Regions from separate parts of the Triticum aestivum genome. Here region 2 is linked to region 1. A link is a contact called in public Hi-C data. All regions are on one chromosome and are shown on one strand. Each heading gives the region's core, a stretch centred on a gene start, on an enhancer-like site or on the middle of the called end of the contact. The rest is flanking DNA. Distances are from core to core; before and after follow the strand shown. Region 1 has its middle 20 kb from the start of LOC123098449. Region 2 holds the start of LOC123098452 (monooxygenase 2).

Region 1 (7,816 bases), core at 3,604-6,103:
ACTTGTTAATATTTGCAAGAGCCCGAACATCACAAGAATATAAAGGTATTTTAGCAAGTTTTTCCTTCATGCGTTAAGCATTCATCATTCACACTTGATAACAACAAAATATTATTTTTACCACAGTTTTCATTTAACATGTGAACAGTGATGACTCCTCAAATTCGCAGTCAATGCAATTGATAGTGGATGTTACGGTCGCAGTATTTTCCTCATTTCTCAAGTGATCACTATTCGCATGTTAAATGTTAGAACTGTAGTGCAACAGAATATTTTAACCAAAAGTACACCAAAGAATTGGAGGTCCATGGAGAATGACCTTCACAAACTATATATACGGTAACAAGTGTTGTTGTAGTGGTGGATGAATCCTGATATTAATAACGGAAGATTTGGATAGGAATTATTGGCACTCTTACAAGTAATATAATGGACATTCTATACTACTGAACCATCAACTGCAGGCTATGCAGCCTCTATCATAAGCTTTGTAGATTAAGGAGAATTTGTATCCAATCATACATTAAGCATCTACAGTTGTATGTGTCACTTCAAATGTCAGAAGTTCAGAACTATCTTGAGGTTATGACATAATCTAGGATGAGTGGGATGATGTGAAAAGCTCAAACTAATATGAACAAATATTTGAGTTTGCATGTATAGAAATAGCATACCAGGGAAAACTAAAATATATATTTGATCTAAAATAGCAAAAGAGACATGAATGCCAAATAAGATTGTAACATAGTCATGAAAAGAATATATCCTGTCAAGGACAATATAAAGACAAAAAATGTCATCGACTTGACAGAAATATACCTGGTGGTGGCGCCACTACGGTCCAGTTTCTGCATAAGAAGAGCTCTCGAGCTAGCATTCAGTGCCTGCATGCATGCGGACAAGTCAAACAATGATATTAAACTATCTAGATAACATTTGACAACAGTCATGCGATGCCCTGCTCTTGAGCTGGTGTAAATGGTACTTATTTTGGATCAGAGGGAGTAACTTCTAACTGATTTCTCAGAAAACATATGACAACGGAAAGGTGCTTTGGCATATTTTAAAAAGCAAACAGGAATGTGTGCAATGGCTATTGTGCATCAACTTCTAAATAATTTGTAAAGACAGGACATACAGACTGCAGCAATGCAATTCATCATGTCACCCATTCTAGATACTAGAAATCTGAGAACCGAGGCAGCGGCATGGTTGAATAAAACAAATTTGCTGCTAAATAGAATGCAGGTGTGGATACTAAACATATGCAATGGTTAAGTACCTTAATACCATGATACGAAAACCCTTTACAAGGAATACGATACATCATGTCCCAAGAAACCCAACTTAAAAAACAGAAAACATGTACGAAAATTCCCAGTAATAAAGAATGCCTCGCAGAAATAACACCTACCAAGCCTCCACCTTCGTCATCATCCAAATCGCCTGCGGTTGCCCCACTGGCTTGCACTCCCGGTTGCTCCGTCACAGCTGAAACCTGGTCATGATATTTGATTGGCATATTGGCATGTGGTGTAACAAAGTTAAAAGTTAAAACAACCAAGAGGGAGGCAGGTAAGAACTCACCTTGATTACTTTTCCAGCAATATCAAGTTGACCATTTAAACTCTGAGCAGCTTTTGCATCTTCCAGACGTGCAAACTAAGTAATGAGATGGAGCAGAGTGAGAAACTGAGAATTACGCACAAACAGAAAATGAACTGCTTTCATAACAAAATACATGCCTGCACAAAACCAAAACCTTTACATAATCCGGTAAGTGGGTCTACAGGCAGCTGGACAAGCTCAACCAATCCAAATGGTTCGAAGACCTGGAAAAAAGAACCCTTAAATAATGGCACAAATACCACATAACAAGGATATATAAGCAGCAGTAACATGCATGACCCTATAAAACGAAATCAACAACCACTAGTTAAGGAGTTTTCAGTTATGTAAACTTTAGAAATCTGCACATATAAACTATATGCTTGATTATTACCAGTCTCAACTGCTCCTCTGTAATATTGGAGTGAAGATTTCCAACATACAACTTCCTTGCCCCACCTGAAGCTGCTACACTTGACGAAGCATTAGACTGAACTAGATTCTTTTCAGCCTCTGATGCCTTAACGTCCACTGGTTGACCAAGAAGCGGTTGACCTCTAAAAGAGCAATCGCCATTGGAACCGACATAGCATCATAAAATTCAATATACCTGACAATGCAAGAACATTAAAATTAGATTATCAGCTGTCAATAAGGCCATCTTTATTTCTAGGGCCAATATCATGTGCTCCAAACAATATGCTGCAAGACGTTGTTATCCCTAAAATATTGGCTGTTCATACGAATCAATTGAAAATGCACAAAAATAGCAATGTGAAACAGTCATGTTTTATGTTAAACACTGCATAGTCAAAATATGTATGTGTTCTATCTTCTGTCCATCATCACAACAAAATAAAATAAAATTGGGAACAGCAAGGGTGCAATGGTAACAAAAGAATTGCAAGACAATGCACAGCAAATATGATACACATTAAATACTCACCCGACTCCTTTAGAACGTCGTGAGTTTCGATCCATTATTAAGCGGACATCCCGGACCTAGAAAAATAACATGACAAAGATTAAAAAAAGATCAATAATGCACTAAATAGCAAATAGATGAATATCAACAGAAATATCTTATCACTGGTTAGTGTAAGGTCAAGGTGAAGGAACAATCCAAAAGCATTCATCAGTTAGGTTCCGGTTCATCCAATTAGAAAATAATATTCCTCTTTAACAGAACCAGCTTATTATCTGTTTAATTCAAGAGAAAGTTTAGCGAACTGACATTGTGTATAGTGTACATATCACAAATGTTCCACTATTTCCTAAATAAAGAACAAAACGAGATAAACAGGGTGACTACTAGTATAACAAAAAGGATGTAAAAATTGGAGGCTTGCCTTTCCGGCCCTTGAGTTAAAGAACAAAACAAGATAAACAGGGTGATTACTACTAGAACAAAAAGGGTGTAAAAGCAGATGCTTGCCTTCCCGGCCCTTGAGAAGAACTCATACACATCTCTTTCATCCGCCTTCAATGATAGCTGTCATTATGCTTATAAACATTAGCTTCGAGACAAAAGTTCTCAAAATTGCATATACCAACAGGCTGAATATGTTAGCTTGTTAAATGAACGCAACCTGGAAGGCAAATACAGTTCTTTGATCTCTTTCTGGATCTGCTTCAGGTTCAGCACCATCTTCTTTCCTACGTCTGCAAACAGGAAAAAAATATTCATAAGAATGGATATGTAGGAAAACAGAAACACCAATTACGAATCAGAACCTATACATCATACTAACATTCTCCCCATTTATCAATACAAATAGAGTCAAAAGGTCAAGAAGCACTGCAGTCAGTGTCACGAAAGGTAAAAAACAGACACCCAGCAAATCGACATCCTATCGGGGAGGAAGAAAAGGGTAAGCCCTGCATTGTAAGACATGCGATTGTTTAGGTAACTTGACTTTAATATCTCCTGCAAAGAGGGAGCAGAAATTAAAAGGCTTGTTTGTGCAAGGGGACAAACATTGAGTCCTCTTTACAATAAGAGGCAATGCTTCAGTGAAAAATCCCAACACACCCCTTCATCGGAATTCTGCAACAGGAGAAATATAGTTCAGCCTTGTGTTCTGGATGCAGGAAATCTGTAATCACAGATGTCGTCATTGCTCTCAGAAACACGCTACCGCGCAAAACCGCAAAATGATATCATCACGTATAGATTTCCAGATTCATTATCCTATTATGCTATGCCAACTTCATATAGGAACTCAAAATAAATCACCTTATATCCAAGGTCAGGCTCAATATCAAGACCAACTGGAGACTGCACTAGCACATTGAATCTGCAGGTTCCAATACTAATGTTTAATTGTATTACTTTGAATAAACCAAGGTATATATGACATAAGAAATTTTAAGGAACACAACTGAACACTGGCTGCGGTCTGGTAGAGGAAAGGTACTAAGTGAAAATTTGATGCTGTAACTGCGCAAATATGCAGCAAACACATCATCCCTTCCAATCCTAAGGCCGGTATCTGCGCGAGCCAGAACACACAAACACAGATGTACCACATCACTAGGTTCTTATTAAAAAAACAAGTCCGATAAAGTTCAGAGTCATGAGTTGGCACCTGACGTCACGGTCACGGTAGTCGCGCTCACGGAAGCGCTCTCGCTCTCGCTCGTCGTCATCACGGCGACGCTCCGACCGGCTGCGGCTCCTCCGCTCCCTCTCCCTCTCCTTCTCCCGCTCGCGGTCGCGGTCGCGGCTCCTCCGCTCCCTCTCCTTCTCCCTCTCCCGCTCGCTCTCCCTGCCCAGCCTCTCCTTCTCCCTCACGTCCCGGTCCCGGTCGCGGTCCCGGCGCTCCCGGCTGCTGCGGTGGCGCTCCCGGCTCTCGAGGTCGCGGTCGCGGTGCTCGGAGCGAGAGCGCTTGGACCGGCGCTCGCCGTCGTCGCGGTCCTCTCCGTCGCCGGCGCTGCTCCGGCGGCGGGAGCTGCGGTCCTTCCCGTCGGATCCGTTGGCCGGAGGCGCGGCGGAGGCCTCGACCGTCTTCTCGAGGTACTCGTACTCGTCGAAGTCCATGGCGATGACGAGGTGGAAACCCTAGATTCGTGGAGAGAGAAAAAGAGGCGCCGCGGCTAAACCCCAGCCCTCGGCTTTTCTATCGGGAAGGATGAAAGAATTTTCGCAATGCTGAGTTGCTGACTGCTCGACGTGGACTGGACCCCAGCCCGTGTTTTGTCGGTTCGGGTGGTAGAATTGAGCACGGGAAATCTCCTTGTTGGACTCTGAAACTTACGGCCTGGGCTGGATTGCCTAATACAACACGGGCTCGACGAAAACTTTGGGCCTCCAGAGCACCAGCCCAAAAGAAAGGTTTTCTTTGTCTCAAAAAAAGGATTTTCTAGTTATCAAGAAAAATTCTTTTATGGCCGAAAAAGGGAAGAATTTTCTCTCTTATATAGGTCAACAATTTTTGAATACTGACTAGCATCCACTGTATATATTGTATAGAAGCAAATGGATAGTCGTTGATTTGTTCGAAAGGATGAATCTCCACTGTTTATCAAGCCCAAACTCAAGTGATCCAAAGGTTGATGTTTCTTGGTGTCGTACGGCCGCACGCCAATACTCTGCCGACATATATCTTTTTGGACTTGTCGCAGCCTCGCATGTCACACCGCACACCTGTTGTAGCCTATCAATCTATGAGTTGAAAAATATCCATAGCTATACCTACCCAGTGATAGAAAATTAAGAATTTAGAGATCGCAACATATATGCGAGATCACCATCCTAAAAGATAGGCATAAGAATTTTTTATGAATAACCTTCCAAACCAAATCAGATATTACTAAATAAAAATCGCCAATCCCGCACACTATGCCATTTATTATTATCATTATCTCTATTATTAATTGACAACCATAACTTTCCTAATACAACAAATATAACATTTTTTCTTATCTTACCAAAGCACATATCTTTTCTTATCTTACCAAATCACATATATCTCTACTATAAAATGGGAGTTGGTAGGCCGTATATGTGTGCCCCTGTGGCGGGACACCATGCGAGACCATGAAGGGCGTCGTGGCCGGACCTGACGCCGGCACGATGCTCGAGAATGCTAGGGCGTGGAGCATAGGGTGGAGGACGGCCTAGGCGGCAGGCGGGTCGTCGGACCGTCACGTACATGCATCCATGAACGCGATCATATTATATTTCTTGTTAGTCATACAAAGAGTCGGGCAGACTGCATTATAAAACCAGATGTGTCAATTCAAGTGTCATACGGTCGGCGGCTCGACCACCATGTGACCGCGACATGGGCAACTAAGTGTTCATCAAGATGGATGTCGACCATGCTATGCAAGATGTCCACATGCTGACGTTTGTCGAAACATTCGCGGGCGAGGGCGACACGACGCTACACTGGCTAGGTGGTTCATACTATAGTAGAAAGGAAGAGTGTTCCAAAAATAAGATGGAAAAAGAAATAAACCGGCCAAATGGTCCATGCTGTTGGAGACGGAAAGAATGTTCCAGATAATAAAGCGAAAAAAATAAAGGAAGAGTATTCTAGGAAATAAGTGGAAAGAGAACCAAAACTGGCGAGAAGGAGGAAGAAGGAAATGAGGCGTGCTGATGAACGCACTGGTATTGTCGTAGTGTTGGTTGGCGCCCACGAAGCAGGTTAGTGGAGAGGCTATGAGTAGAAGATGTAGGGGGGAGAGAAGAATGACAAGTATCCCTTCTAAAAATGAATGGTGTATGGGCTGGAGCTTATTAATGACTAGGTAATGCTCAGATCGCCACTCGACTCCCATGGCAGTGTGCATTTGTAAAGTTGAATGAACATTTGAGAATGATCTCTATAGTTATTTGTAAAATTATCGTTATAGTATGTGTTAGTTTAACCCACTCTATTATATTGTAAATATGAAAATTTTCTTCAATGTTGCGACGCATGGTGAAGGTGAGATGGGGTTCACACGGTTTTATAGATGAGGGCTCCAACAAAATATGTCTTGCTACGACGCAAAACCGAGCTGAAAGGGGAGGGTTCGACAGAAAAAAGAAATGGTGCATCGTGTGGTGGGGATTTTGTGTTGGGCCCGATCAGAGACGAAACTGCCTTATAAAATTGAAAATCCTTCACTAATTTAGTATCACAAACATTTATAGAAGGATGAACCCAGTGCCATGTACATGACCCCATCAAACACATTTCCCTAGCTTCGTCCATGGGCCTGATTGTTGGATATAACAAGGCGGATAGTGCGGACAATCACACATTTCTTTCCCATATATGATCTGGATTTGGCATAATTGTTCGAATGGTTGAATTTTTGGAGAGCCTACTGGGCGCCCATTTGATACCCGAACACACCCGGGCATATGAATGAGAAATGAGTTCTGACCATGGACACGACCTTACTTATTTTTTTATTACATTATAGCCCGTAGTAACGCACAAGCGTCTACTAGTATATATATTGGGCCTGGGCATTGCTTTTGTTTAGGCCTGGTCGAGCGGTTTTGTTAAAAAAACACAAATGAAAGGAGCATGCAGACGCACACGCACAGAGAGTAGGGCATTTTAGAGGCCGAGCTCCATGAAGACCTTTATTTTGAAAAAAAAATCAAAATTTAAACTTTTTAGTTTCAAAAAATTCTAAAATAAATACACATGTATGCAAGGATGATGTAATGTGTATGTGTGAAAAATTTCAGGATGAAATACCTTACGAGCTGCGCAAAAAAAATCATAGTCTTTATGGATTAACAACACATATGCTAAAAAGCCTCAGATTTGTTTTTTTTGTGTAGATCTCATTTTAATGTATTTCGACCTGGAAATTTGCACACATGTTCATTATTTATCTAGGTATATGCGTAATTTTTTTCAGAACTTTTTGAAACAAAAAAGTTTGAATTTTAAAGTTTTCAAATTAAGGCCTCCATGAAGCTCGGTCTCTGTTTGGCATTTTTGGCGAGTAGTTCGCTATAAAAAAAGAAACACACGAACAACTTCCGACTCGAGTAGTTCACTACGCCTCTCCTCAATGAGTACGACACTGCCACCGCAACGCACGACCGGTCTTCCTCTCCAGCTTGTCACGGCCCTGTTCTCCTTCCCCTCCCTATCCGTCACCAATCTTCTTCGGCGCCACCCTAGCCTCCTCGACCTCCAACTTCCTGTTGCCGTTTGTCTTTGATTTGCACCGAAGGCGGAGTAAGTGTTCG
Region 2 (7,816 bases), core at 2,950-5,449, 170 kb after region 1:
GACCTGCCGCCACGGGTGCAGCGGCAGCCCAGGCTTAACAGGTTTTTTTCGTCCGACGCACCAGCTGCAACGGAACGCGGGAGTGGTACGTCTGCTGCGCGTACCGCGACAGGCCAGATGGGCCATGCCGCCACAGCCCGAGGCGGCAGCCGCTGTTGCTGCTGCGCGCCGTTTCCTTGCTTCGACAACTCGGGTTTCATCAGAGATGTAATAGTTCAAAGCAAGATTGATCACTAATCACACGGGCAGGCAGGCCAATGCCTGAAACACACAAAAGCTTCGTAATGATGCGCTGTTCAGGATTACTAGATCGGTTACTGGAAAGCGTGAGATGATATGTTCAGCCGTCCTCGATATGTCAATCACATGAACTCCAACCACTCGTTAGGTAATACATCACCACCTGACTGGCTGACACAAATAGTCATATATAATACTTATTGTGCATTTGTTCTTCGCTTGCAGATCAACAGCAGCGGCTGCCGCCTCTGGCCGTAGCGGCAGGGCCCATCTGGCGTGTCGCAGCACACTCGCAGCAGTAGCTGCCGCCAGCCCGTTCCGTTGCAGCTGGCGCGGGCGAAAAACCTGTTATGCCCGAGCTGCCGCCTGCGCTCGTGGCGGCAGGGCGGCAGGTCCATGTGTCGCCTGCCGCCACGATGTAGCTAGTCTTTTTTATCAATTCATTTCGAAGATGGTCTTTTCTGGCCATTTGACTCGGCAGATGGTTTTTTTAGATAAAAAAATCATGTTTGCTGAACTTGTGATGGCAGTTCTTCGGCCAGTACCTTTGTCCCTAGATTTGAACTCTAAACTTCATTACTCCCTCCATTCCACAATGTAGTGCTTCCTCTATCTCCGTGCTTCAACTTTGACCGTAAATTTAACTACCAAGACTGATTGCGGCGGGAGCAAAAATTATATCAGTGAATTCGTATTCGAAAGAAGTTTTTAATTATGTAATTTTTTCACCCGCCGCAGTCGGTCTCGTTCGTTAAATTTATGGTCAAAGTTCGACCTCGGGAAGCGCTGGCGCACTATATTTGGAATGGAGGGAGTATATTTTTGACAGAGGATGTGTAAACATAATTATATTTTCAACAGAGGATGTGATTACTGAACTGTTGTTGTTTAATTTTCGAAGTTATGCCATTCGTAATATATCATTGTCGATGGACAAATAGATATGGACATTAGTTTGTGCAGCTCTAGCACAAATTTTTATCACCACACTGACATTTGTTGTTCCATCTGGTCTTTTGGTAGATGATGCACCAGTACGTGGCTTTGACTCTGTCAAGTAGCTACTAGTAGATATAGAAAGTATGTGACTATTAATTCCTCCGTCTTATAATATAAGACGTTTTTGCAAGTTAAAGAGTTAAACACACTGGAGGTCCTAAAAGTTTTGGCTCAGTGTCACTTTAGTCCTATATCTTTCAAAATGCATCTTTAGGTCCTAATTCTATAGTAAACGGTTCACCCGAGGTCCTTTTTTACCACTAGCGCTCGCTGACTTGCTCGCGTGGCGTGTTGACCCATGCCACGTCGACTTAGGGGCTGCTCTGTTTTATAGAAAACCCCTTATAAACATTGTTCTTCACAATCCCCACTCACTGGCCATCTTCCCAAAATTTGTGCTGGCATGGATTCGGTCCAACGTTAACAAAATTGAACAATTCAGAAATAGAGAAATGGGATAGAATCAAAGAAAATGGCTCCAAAATCTCAAACTCTTGGTTCTTGCACGATGGTTCGAACACTTGTAGAACACCCGTCCGGGGTTGGCAGTAGATTTTGACTAAAGCTTACTAGTGCTGTGGACACGACAACAAGGACACACCACCGGTGGCAATGACATACCCGGCGAAGTTGGAGCTTGCGCCGCCGGCGGAGGCAGCGGCAGCGCAGACGACGACGTTGCCATGCTCCTCTTCTTCAGCTGCTTCCCCGCCGAGGAGCTTGAAGTGCCGACCATGACTAGGGTTAGGGGGCGAGAGAGAGAGAGAGAGAGAGAGAGAGGGATTTGGGGAAGAATGAGAGCCCAGTGAGTGGGGATTGTGAAGACAATGTTTATAAGGGGTTTTCTGTAAAATAGAGCAGCCTCCGCGGCCCCTGAGTCGATGTGACATGGGTCAATGCGCCACGCAAGCAGGTCAACGAGCGCTAATGGAAAAAGGGACCTCTGATGAACCACTTACTATAGAATTAGGACCTAAAGGTGCACTTTGAAAGATATAGGACTAAAGTGACACTGCACCGAAACTTTTAGGACCTCCAGTGTATTTAACTCCAAGCTAAACATAGCTTGCAAAAACGTCTTATATTATGGGACGGAGGGAGTACTTTTTAATCTGCAAAGCTTATCTTATTTTCCTTTACTTTGCAAAATAGTTCAGGTATTAAGGGAACCAAGACTATCAAGACCTTATACTTTTGGTGTACAATTTTCTCTTTTCAATTTAAGTAGTTCCTATCAGTTATTTCAATAAGCATGGACTATTGTACTCCGTGTCAAAAACGCTCTGATATTATGAGACAGAGAGAGTAGTTCTGTTTGCTTATCAACGTATGTAGTTTTTGATATGTCACCGTCGACGTCCACAACAATCACTACCGACGTTGCCAAACTCCCACCTCTCTCAATTCCGGCTCTCTGCAACATTATGACACACCACAAATCAAGGGGGAATTGAGCAGTGCCTCTAGGGGTCGTAGTGGCTCGCAGGGCACCACCAACGGGCGACGACGGAAACTGGTGACGGTCCAGCGCAGGTAGTTGTCCGGAGGTGAGGGCTGCTGCAGCATCTCGAGCTTGGGCTTGAGCAGCAGCGCAACGTCCATGGCGGTGGTGTACATGCCTACTGTCGCAGACGCCGACGATGGCCGAGGTGCAGACGTCGACGCTAGCTGAGGTGGACATCGTTGACCGTTGCTCCACCGTCACCTCCGCTCGCTCAACTAGATAAAGGTGAGGCAGTTGCCAACGAGAGAAAAATGTGAGCCTGAAGAAGAGATTTTTTTTATGAGGCTAAGACTAGCCACAATGGGTAGTAACATAGAGTAGTAACATGCCCATGTTACTACTCTATGTTACTACCTCTATAGTGGGGAGTAACATATGTGTGGTAACATTCAACACTTCATTTATTAGGCTATAAACTCATTTTGCCTTGATATGTGTGATGTTACTCATACTAGTAGTAAGACTGGTCACAATGGGGAGGAACTTAGGAGTAACATCACACACTCCAATACAACTTTGCTTATGTGGCACATATTTAATGAAGAGAGAGGTGCTTGTGGTAACTAGCTAAGTTACCGGAACATCACACACTCCAAGAAATAACGAGTCTATAACCTAATAAATACATCGTTGCATGACACTACATAGATGTTCGTACCCACTATGAAGGTAGTAACATAGTCTAGGGAAGTGTGTAAGTTACTAGCTTATGTTCTTGCCCATTGTGATCAGCCTAACTAACTATGTTACTACATGACTCTCTTTCTTCATTTATTGCTTGCTACATCATCTATTTTATCTAGATATGTGTGATGTTACTACCTATATTACTCTCACTGTGGGTAGTCTAAGGAAGAGATAAGACGAGGGAGAGAGACATGTGAGGTCCACTAGGCCACATGTCGACCAATAATGGCGGCAGATGCGGGCGTGAAAATCAGCCGGTTGAGCCCAGCCATTTTCGTTTTCACAACAGCAAAGATAAAACAAAAGAACAAAGAAATGATGGAGATTGACATGAATTTATACCAATTTTCACTTGAATAGAGCTACTCCGTCCTAGTTTATTAGTCTTTCATGTAGTTTGGGTCAAACTTTGATCTTTAATTTAACTATAAAAAAATAAGTTATATACCCTAAAAATAGTATCATTAAAACTTTTTTAAATATGAATCCAGCAATATAAGTTTGGTGACATACGATTCATAATTTCTTAATCAAACTATGATTAAAGTTGGGCACAAAATACGAAGGGACCAATAAACCCGGAGGGAGGTAGTAGTAAAATTTAGAACGAAAATGGTGGCCTAAAAAGCAGCCAAGCCAATCAGTGTGGCTCCCGCAGCCTATCGACTAGATAGCGGTGGGGTGTGACAGGGAGCTGCGGAATTTCCGGTCACATGTTTGTTTGCTACTGCGAGCTGTCCTTTTCCGGCTATCCAAATTCAGTTTGGCACCACAAGTTTTTTTCTTTTTATGAGACAACTTTGGCACCACAAGTGACTTTGATGAATGAGCAGCGCAGGCCATTCATGGAAACGATATACTACTACTACTCCGATATAATCAGCAATGACGTCAATCTTCAAGCTCCAAGCTCCATTCACTGTCGAACTATATATGTCCAATCGAAAGGAGGAGCTCTAGCTAGATTGGTTGATTCGTGTTGAACAATCAGGCGCTCTCTTCCGAAAGTTCACCGCAGCGGCGGCAAGCATGCAGCGGCAAGAGGAGTCCGGCGAGGACATCGTGATCGTGGGCGCCGGGCTCGCCGGGCTCGCCGCCGCGCTCGGGCTGCACAGGAAAGGGGTGAGGAGCGTGGTGCTGGAGTCGTCCCCGTCGCTCCGGGCGTCGGGGTTCGCCTTCGCCACGTGGCCCAACGCCTTCCGCGCGCTCGACGCCCTCGGCGTCGGCGACCAGATCAGGAAGCTCCACCTGCACATCGAGGGGCTGCGCGTCATGTCGGCGTCCACGGGTGAGATAGCGAAGGAGGTGGACTTCAGGGACGAGTTCAGCTGCGTCAGGCGGGACGTGCTGCTGCAGGTCCTGGCGGCGGAGCTGCCGACGGGCACCATCCGCTACTCCTCCAAGATCGTCTCCATCGACGAGCACGGCGACGGCGCCAAGATGCTCCACCTCGCCGACGGCTCGACTCTCCGGGCGAAGGTGCTGGTCGGCTGCGACGGGATCAACTCCGTGGTGGCCAGATGGCTGGGGCTCGCCAAGCCGTCGCACTCCGGGCGCTCCGCCACGCGGGGCCTCGCGTGTTACCCCGACGGCCACGGCTTCCCGCCCAAGTTCTTGCAGCTCTTTGGCAACGGCTTCCGCTTCGGCTTCGTGCCCTGCAACGACACCGACGTCTACTGGTTCTACACATGGTCTCCCTCCCAAGACGGTCAGTCTAGCTCACCACTCTCTGCATCCATGGCGATGCCCTGACCCTGATGTCTATTTAACGTCTCGCGTTGACTGACGTGCAGATGATGGTGTCGCTGAGAGCGGTACCAAGATGAAGCAGTACGTGCTGACGAAGCTGAGGAGCTCCAAGGTGCCCGCAGAGGCGCGGGAAGTGGTGGAGAGGAGCGAGCTGAGCGACGACGCGCCCGCCGCGCCGCTGCGGTTCCGGCCGCCGCTCTCGCTCGTGTTCGCGGGCATCAGCAAGGGGGACGTGTGCGTGGCCGGAGACGCGCTGCACCCGATGACGCCGGACCTGGGCCAGGGCGGCTGCGCGGCGCTGGAGGACGGCGTCGTACTGGCCAGATGCCTCGGCGAGGCCATCCTCGGTGGCGATGGCGACGGAGCGACAGGCGGCACTGAGAAGGAGAGGATCGAGTCGGGCCTGCGCAGGTACGTCGGTATACGGCGGTGGAGGAGCATCGAGCTCATCGGAACGGCCTACGTTGTCGGCTTCCTGCAGCAGAGTGGTAACAGGATCATCAGCTTTCTGCGGGAGAAGGTGTTGGCTGGAGTACTCGCGGGAAGGCTCGTGAAGATGTCGGACTACGACTGCGGGACCCTGTCAAGCTAGGGAGTACAGTAGTACTAGTACATTTGAGGCGATCAGGATAGTCAAAGCATCTCCAGCCCTGAAACAGGGCACCAAAAGGCTCGGAGTAAAAAAAAAAAGAAGGCACCAAAACTGCATCTTTTGGCACGAAAATGTTGCGTTTCCAACAGCTGCCTATAACAGGGCATCAAAATATCAAAAGTCTCGCATTGCATTACATATTTCCTCAAAGATCAAACATACTCGGATTCCAACTTCATGCAAAGTTCGAACATAGTACTTATAGACAACCGCGTAGCCAGGCCAGGCCAACAACATTGGTACAGCGCGAAACAGTGCCAAACAGTGATCCTTAGCTACAGCCCCAAAGGATCAGCCGGCCACCGCCCTGGTAGGCTGGGGCCTGGGTACACCCCTGCTTCTAGACTACTACTAGCACCAGGGACACACTACTCGCTGTCGTTGTTGTCCCACTCGATCTCATCCTCGTTCTCCTCACGCTCAAGTTCGTCCCAATCAATGTCGTCGTCGGTCACTGTCGTCGTCGGACAAATCGAGGTTGACCACCACCTTCGAAGAGGAAGGTCATGCCTCGTCATTGTTCTTCGCCTTCTTCTTCTCTACGTCCCTCTCCCAGTACCACTCCTGCTCGTACTGGGCATATTCTGGATGCTCCCTTGCGAACCTCGCTCTCCTCGGCAACTTTGTTGTTCCTCGGCTTCGGCTTCGTCGAGCGAGTCACAATGGTGACCTTTGGCCCGACGAGCTCTGCTGCCTCCAACGAGTCAATCTCGGAGAAGTTGAGCCTTTCCGGCGGTAGACCGAGCCACCACACCGCTATGTCGTACACGCAGGCGGCAAGGTCCGCGCTCCGCAAAGTGCCCAACCAGTACCGATGGCTGGTGTGCTGGAACTCTACGCCGTACCGGTCGGAGGGCCACAACCGAACGCCCCTGAAGCCGGCTTTGGTCACGTGGTGTACCATTTCATCTGATTCGAAATGTGCAAAAGGTGGTATGAAAAACATTGATCTCTATGAATAGTTGACTGAGAAATACGGAATAACTAATTTTAAGTCGACTATAAGGCATAAATAATCAACCTGTCGTCATTGTCCAGAGCAGGCAAACCACTTATCTCATTTTGGGTCATGCGTGGGCCGATGAATGTCCTACTAGATAGGAAACGCGCCTTGGCGCGTGGTGCCTGGCTCAACCCATTATCCAAGCGTATAAACAAAGTATATATTATTGCGAGAAAAGTTGCCGAGAATGGATCAGTTTAATGCATAAAAATGAAAAATTGCCTTTATAGATAACATGGTTGTGTTCAATACATGGCATATGCCCAGACAACACTAAATGGGCAGTGCAATCAGTCACACCAAATGCTCAACAGCATTTTGGCACCAAAAATAAACCAACATGACAGGGCACACATAATATATATTTCAGAGGTAACAAATGGCACACATAATATAGATAACTGAACCATCATATGGATTTCTAAAAGTAAGATGCTTGTGATAGTAATGGTTCGGTCATGATAGACGATTCAGATGACATGTCTTCCAAATGCCGAGGTCACAGAAATTGTAACATGGAGAGAAACGATATGTACTGTCCATCTACGACATATGTCAATAGCAGTGTATCATATAACTTTGTCTGAACATCTCGCTCGCTCAGGTGTTGTGACGAAAGACCTGCGGATGGTGATCACGTGCTCGATCCGTCCCGCTGATGTGGTAGGCCATGGCGAGCAAGCCTTGCCAGACTTGCTCGGGTGTTGTGATGTGAGGACCTGCCGATGGACATATCATGTCAGCAAAAGAATTCAGTGTGTTTTATTTATAGTGAGAATATAATTCACGCATCGACCTTCTCATAGCTTATTAGTACAGCTCCACATGCCAGCCTAACAATCACCCTCGCCATCATAAATAAGTGGATCTCACCATTGCACTATGTCTGGCATCAAGGATCTATTTTTTTTTAAATATCTCAATGTACACCTAGCATCAATTGGCCCAATAGTAGTACTGCAAATAAAATGTGCCACTGTTA

Evidence for each region. A called contact is a pair of places that touch in the nucleus more often than the background predicts.
Region 2: a Hi-C map of leaf shows a contact between it and region 1, with 8 times the contacts expected there. The contact joins the promoter of LOC123098452 here to the enhancer-like site in region 1. A contact is called at or near these places in 3 of 5 Hi-C or Micro-C datasets (leaf and root) and 1 of 1 datasets of contacts at active chromatin or transcription factors (leaf).

What each region holds. Positions count from the first base shown.
Region 1 is chr4D:440,093,133-440,100,948 of IWGSC CS RefSeq v2.1, forward strand. It overlaps the pseudogene LOC123098451. Among protein-coding and RNA genes, the nearest start is that of LOC123098449, 20 kb to the left of the region's middle. Within about 2 kb of position 4,854, at least 8 of the 8 cell types and tissues checked have an H3K27ac peak or open chromatin away from gene starts, as enhancers often do. A contact at or near this core is called in leaf and root, where this site is marked.
Region 2 is chr4D:440,261,834-440,269,649 of IWGSC CS RefSeq v2.1, forward strand. It overlaps LOC123098452 (monooxygenase 2), which reads left to right and starts at 4,200. Exons shown (of 2, transcript XM_044520439.1): 1 at 4,200-5,138; 2 at 5,224-5,971. The coding sequence starts at 4,460. The coding sequence ends at 5,771.